2 separate regions of the Mus musculus genome follow, and region 2 is linked to region 1. The links are chromatin contacts, called in public Hi-C maps. All regions are on one chromosome and are shown on one strand. Each heading gives the region's core, a stretch centred on a gene start, on an enhancer-like site or on the middle of the called end of the contact. The rest is flanking DNA. Distances are from core to core; before and after follow the strand shown. Region 1 holds the start of Lrrc8c (leucine rich repeat containing 8 family, member C). Region 2 overlaps Lrrc8c (leucine rich repeat containing 8 family, member C).

What was found. A called contact is a pair of places that touch in the nucleus more often than the background predicts.
Region 2: a contact with region 1 is called in a Hi-C map of the G1E-ER4 cell line, with 1.9 times the contacts expected there. The contact joins the enhancer-like site here to the promoter of Lrrc8c in region 1. A contact is called at or near these places in 2 of 39 promoter capture datasets (the C10 cell line and the HPC-7 cell line), 3 of 15 datasets of contacts at CTCF or cohesin (CD8 T cells, the G1E-ER4 cell line and the NIH/3T3 cell line), 25 of 484 Hi-C or Micro-C datasets (CD4 T cells, CD8 T cells, the G1E-ER4 cell line and 15 more), 11 of 115 datasets of contacts at active chromatin or transcription factors (the 230-238 cell line, CD8 T cells, the HPC-7 cell line and 7 more) and 3 of 9 other capture datasets (adipose tissue, liver and pancreatic islet).

Annotation. Positions count from the first base shown.
Region 1 is chr5:105,518,159-105,520,858 of GRCm38.p6, forward strand. It overlaps Lrrc8c (leucine rich repeat containing 8 family, member C), which reads left to right and starts at 1,313. Exons shown (of 4, transcript NM_133897.2): 1 at 1,313-1,472.
Region 2 is chr5:105,564,593-105,567,292 of GRCm38.p6, forward strand. The region is part of intron 2 of Lrrc8c (leucine rich repeat containing 8 family, member C); the gene reads left to right. Among named protein-coding and RNA genes, the nearest start is that of Lrrc8c, 46 kb to the left of the region's middle. Within about 2 kb of position 1,374, at least 29 of the 459 cell types and tissues checked have an H3K27ac peak or open chromatin away from gene starts, as enhancers often do. A contact at or near this core is called in the G1E-ER4 cell line, erythroblasts and fetal liver, where this site is marked.

The sequences.
Region 1 (2,700 bases), core at 63-2,562:
TACCCTGCTTTTTATCATGGCTTGGAAAATGATTGTCTTCTATAAACTCACCATGCAGGAGCACACAAACTAGTTAATGGCTGCTGGCTGCCCGTTTTTGTCCTCTTCTGTCTCTCCCAGACTGCCAGGGCAGAGTAATTCTTTATCTGCGTCAAGTGCTCTGAGGACAGCCAGCTGGTTACTGACAAACTCTCTCTCTCTCTCTCTCTCTCTCTCTCTCTCTCTCTCTCTCTCTCTCTCTCTCGACTGCTACAGTGATCTTATCTGCACTTTTTCCCCCAATAGGCAATTTTTCTTTTTAGGGAGATGCCAGCTTTCAAGATGCTAGTTTGTGCTTTTAAACTATAATTGGGCAGAGAGATAGGCAGACAAACCCAAGGCTCAGATCAATGGCTGGGAGAGAATCCCTCCCCTACATCGTCTAAACAACAGGTGGTTCGGGGCACATTGTTAACTCTTTTGCACACACACACACACACACACACACACACACACACACACGATCCCCACCTCTGCCCACACAAAATCGTAGGCGGAGCTTTCATATGGAACGGCACCTGCTGCTCAAAGCCCAGAAGCCCATCTTGCAGGGTCCAGTAACGAGGGACTCCTGCCAGCTGGTCAATGGGATTGAGGTTGCCCAGGGTCTTAAGGCTTTGTAAACTACGGGCATCGGATTTTTTTCGTTCTTCCCTGTTCCCCTCATATATACCACCGCCCCCTCTCCACCCGCTTCCTGGACCTTTCATTCTCTGGGGAGGGGTTATCTCCAACCTGACCCTCTGGGAGTTCCCAGGAGGGCTATTTTTAGCAGCAGCCGCTCTGCTTCAACTTAGCCCAGGGAGGAGCTGCGGTGTAAGAGCGGATGGCGGGCTCACAGAAACCACCCGCTTTTTGGCATTGTTAGGGTTGCACACAGGAGGCAGAGGACCGATCTTCCCTGCTGTGCCAACCAGGTAGGCAGCTCTGAGCAGCGGAATCATCCAGCCGCGGAGAGGCTTGATTTCCCGGTGGGGAACCCGGGGCCCGCCCAGCGCGGGCCCGCCTGCCCTGGACGCCTGGTGGTCTCGGCAGAGGAGGAAGTTCCCGGGCATCGCTGCCTGCGTCACAGCGGGGCTGGCACCGCGGCGGCGGCTCGGCAGCCGACGGCGACCCCGGGGCTGGGCGCTGGGCGGCGCTGGCTGCCGCGGGCCAGGCGGCGCGCGGGGCGGCGCTGGAGGCGGCTCCGCTTGCAGGCGGGGAGGCACCGGGGAGGAGGAACAGGGCTGCGGAGCTGGGGCGTTAGCTGCGTCCCGGCTCAGAGCCCGCGAAGAAGACGAGGACCGAGGCGCCGCCGCGGCCGTGGCCGCAGCACTCTGAGCGCGACAAGCCATGAGCAGCGACGCCGCGGTCGCTTGCCGCCGCTGAGCCCAACCCGGACACAGCTCGCCGCGCCCTGGCATCCTTTTCTGCGGATACCCTCGCCCCCAGAGGTAAGTGCCGGGGACCCGCGGAGGGATGGAGAGGGACGGCCAGCACCCTGCCACTAGCCTCGGTTCTCTGGGCGCGCCCCAGCCTGGACCCGTCCACCCTCCCTCGTTCGTGACCCTGCTTCCCCAGGGCTCTGGGACAGGCACATTGTGGTCGCCTACTCAGCGTGCGGTTCGGGGATCCCGCTAACCCCAACCCCACCCAACCCACGCGGGCCCTGGCGTCCGCGCCAGGGACCCCCAGCCGGGAGCCCAGTACAGCCTGGCCGCTAGGTTCTGGGGACTGGGGGAGGGGCGTACTAGGAGAAAACGCGGTTGCTGCAGGGATGGCCATTCTCCTTCCCTACCTTCAAAACCCCCGGAGATGCTGGGGCCTGTTTTTTCTGCTCTTCTCCCCAACCCCCTCTCCTCCCTGGAAGATGCCTGAAGTTACACTTTTTGAGGAAGGAGGGGGAAATCGAAGGTCTACACAGAGATCCAGTGAGCACTAGTCCGCTCACCTGCAAGTCCAGAGGGGCCGGAGGGGGCTGCTCTGCATCCTAAGACCCTGGAGGCCAGGTGTCTAGGCCAGCAACTGCGGCCAGGATTTCTGCCTTCATCCCAAACTGACCCTAGCAGGCTAGCAGGCTCTCTCTCTCTCTCTCTCTCTCTCTCTCTCTCTCTCTCTCTCTCTCTCTCTTCTCCAGCGTAGAGGTGTTTGGGATGGAGTTAGCCCCTTGGGAGCCTCAGGGTGTGCTCTATAGACGCCAAAGCCTTTCTTTTTTTCCAGCAGCTAATGTTTCCCTCCCCCAACACTTGGCTGTGTACATCAGATTTCAGTTATTTTAAAATCCTTCAAGTTACCTTTCTTTGCAACGGCTCAGCCCACATCTAGTCCCCATGCTTAATGCGGATGTTTTATTAGAGGTTGAGGGCAGAGCTTTACTGAGTTTCCAACTCCTTAAGTATTTTTAAACTCGCAACAAATTAGTTAGGAAACATTTTTGGGCTCCCATCCTCCTTAAAGTGAAAAATAAGACTAATTGATCTTTGTGGGAGTGTCCAGGTTTGGCTCATAGAGCCTTATTACCCTTTAGAGGTGCTGTTTCACATCTACAGACTGCAGTAGCATATGAAGTGTGGCCTTAGCTAACGGTCACATTTCTGCCGAGTATGCAGTGCTTTGCTGAAGCTTGGACAAGGATGTAGAGTGGACTGACATTAAGATGCCACTTGGGCGACAGGGGAATAC
Region 2 (2,700 bases), core at 124-2,623, 46 kb after region 1:
TTGGCCACAGCCTGGACCTTTCATGGAAACTGTCTTTGATGGTCTCTCCCAGTCTTTGGAGTGGATAACCCTAAGAGTGGTGAATGTCTTCACATTTGATTGCATTTACCTTCACTGTGTGGAAAGAAAACTTGGGAGCAGGAACTCTTGTGGTGTTAAATTCAGAAGGGATGTTCCACCTTAACCTGACCATTATTTATCCTGTACCACAAAGTTTTATGTATATGTGTATGTGTGTATACATATATAGCTATATATGGCCAGATACTCAGCATTCTCCTTTTCTGTCCCATTCACACTTGAGTATCCTGGTGAGTTCCAGACTTGGTCTCCTGAGCTGTGCCTTTCTGCTAGAGGTTAGGGAACCTGGGCCCCTCCCTTCGCACATGGACTTGACTGAGCATGTCCAACAGGAGAAAACTCATCAAGAGCTGGCGTGAGATAAAAGCAGGCTCACTGCCCTGCACTCAGGAGGCAGCGATTCCCAGGAACCCTGGGCAGAGAAGAGAATTTTCAAATAGGAGATTCTTGTTACGATTCATATATTAAGGGTCTAGAGAGATGGCTCAGCAGTTAAGAGCACTAGCTGATCTTCTCAAAGACTCGGGTTCAATTCCCTACAGCTCTCTGTAACTCCGTTGCTTTCTTCCTGTCTCAGTGAGCACCAGGCATGCACATGGTGCACAGACATGCATGCCAATAAAACGCCCATGCACATAAAATAAATATTTTAAAATAATTGCTTAAAGGGATCTTACTGTGACTCTACTGCCCTGTCAATCTCCTGTTTCCCTCCCCCAGGCTCTTGTGCCCTGAGTAATGTTACTTTGTTTGGAAAGTTTACATTTTATTTGATTTTTTTGAGGCTCTTGCTTGGATGGACAAGGCCTTCCATTGGATTCCCTGCCAAATAAGTAAATGAAGGACTGAGGGAAAGGAAATCGCCTTACGTTCCCTGGCCCACCTGGGTTGACTGGTCCTCACCATTCTCCATGAACACTCGTGAGAAAGTGTCTGGCAAACAAGGTGACGTTACCCTTGGAAAGGCAATGACATCTGTCCCCATAGAATCGTTCCGTTTATCTCAGCCTCATTTCTTGTGCCCATTTAGCACTCGGGTTGAGGTATGTGAAATAGGAGGAGAGCCTAGCCTTCCTGGGCTTCTCTAACCTACCGAAGTTAAGAAACACGTAAGCTGGAAATTTGAGTTTTAATACTCTGGAGGACAGGGGCTCTGGGCTTCTCTAGTTTCCTCTGCCTTGGAAGATTGTGGCCTTCCAGATGGACTGCCTGGCCCAGCCTGGTTTGGCCTGGACTTTCTGGCCTGCCCTGTGTGGTCCTGTGTGACTGCTTAGAACTGATAATGAGCACGAGGCACCAGTCAGCCTTGAAGGAAAACTTGTGTCTGTTGAGGGAGATAAGTCTTCAGGATAAGCAGCCGTGTCTTACACATCTGAATTGTACACTTGGTTTTTATATGTTGAGGTGGATAAGGTACCCTAAACATCATCAAAACCACATAAGGAGTGTTTGAAACACAGCGCACTTACAGGGTGGGATTCCTATTGGTCAGGTCATGTGTGCACACTGACCTCCTGAATCGTGGTTCTAGTTTGAGTGACAGGATTTAAAAAAGGAGGGAGAAGGCCGGTGTTGGGAGTAGAATGTAGCTGGGTTTGTTGGGTGCTTGTATGCCATGAACACAGTCCTAGATTTGGCCCCCAGCACTGCATAAACAGGGGATGGTGAAGCATGCCAGTCGTCACAGCACGAGGGAGGTGAAGCAGGAAGGCCAAAAGCTCAAGGTTAACCCGTTGCTACTTAGTGGGTTCAAAGCTACAGAAGACCCTCTCTCAAACAAGTGGCATAGAGCCCGGTAGCCATGGTGCAGACAGCCTGTAGGTGAGTCAGACCCAAAGACCAGGAGAAGAATGCCAAACCCTTGTGCTGATCTGTGTTTTCAATGTTCAAATAGTCATGCAGAATCAACATGTGTCTGGGTAGCGCCACAGATGGGCAGATGGTCCCTCTGTGCAGGGCCAATGGAGGTCTGTATGAAGGAGACACACGAGAAGGCACACACTATTTTACACTCACGGGCTCTTCCCATGTGTCCCAAAGACTACATGTGTCAGAGGAGGCCATCAGTGTACACTCAAAGTATCAGCCATAAACAAGCTGCTTTTCTTCAGCAGCGTGAAGAGGATGAAGAAGGCCCATTTTCTTAATTGCACAAATGGTATGTCTTTCTTCCTTGGGAGGGCATGACCCCGGATAGAGTTTATTATGTAAAATGCATGACAACATATTCCAGAAAAATCCACCAAAGGAAGTTAGGATGATGCAATGCTATAGAAACAAACTTAATTAGAAGGGCATTAGCCCTCCACTTAGCCCCACTCTGCTAGGGTTTTCTGAATACAAGTGCACTTGAAATGTGCAGAGTGAGCTTGTGTGGCTGGTGCCATGGTGACGTCCCTAAAGCTATTTAACAAAATCCCCGGGCAATGGGAATTTCTCAAACCCCAGCAGGATGTAGAAATGTCGAAATCCAGATTCAGGGCCGGTTCTGTCCTGCCTTTATAAAGTTCAGACAGGCAGGGCACAGTGGCCCTTTCCTTGGCCCCGAGCAGAGATGTAAGAAAGCATTCCGTCAACATCAGTGACAGGCACTACACAGGCTTCCCTGCTCCTTGGCTT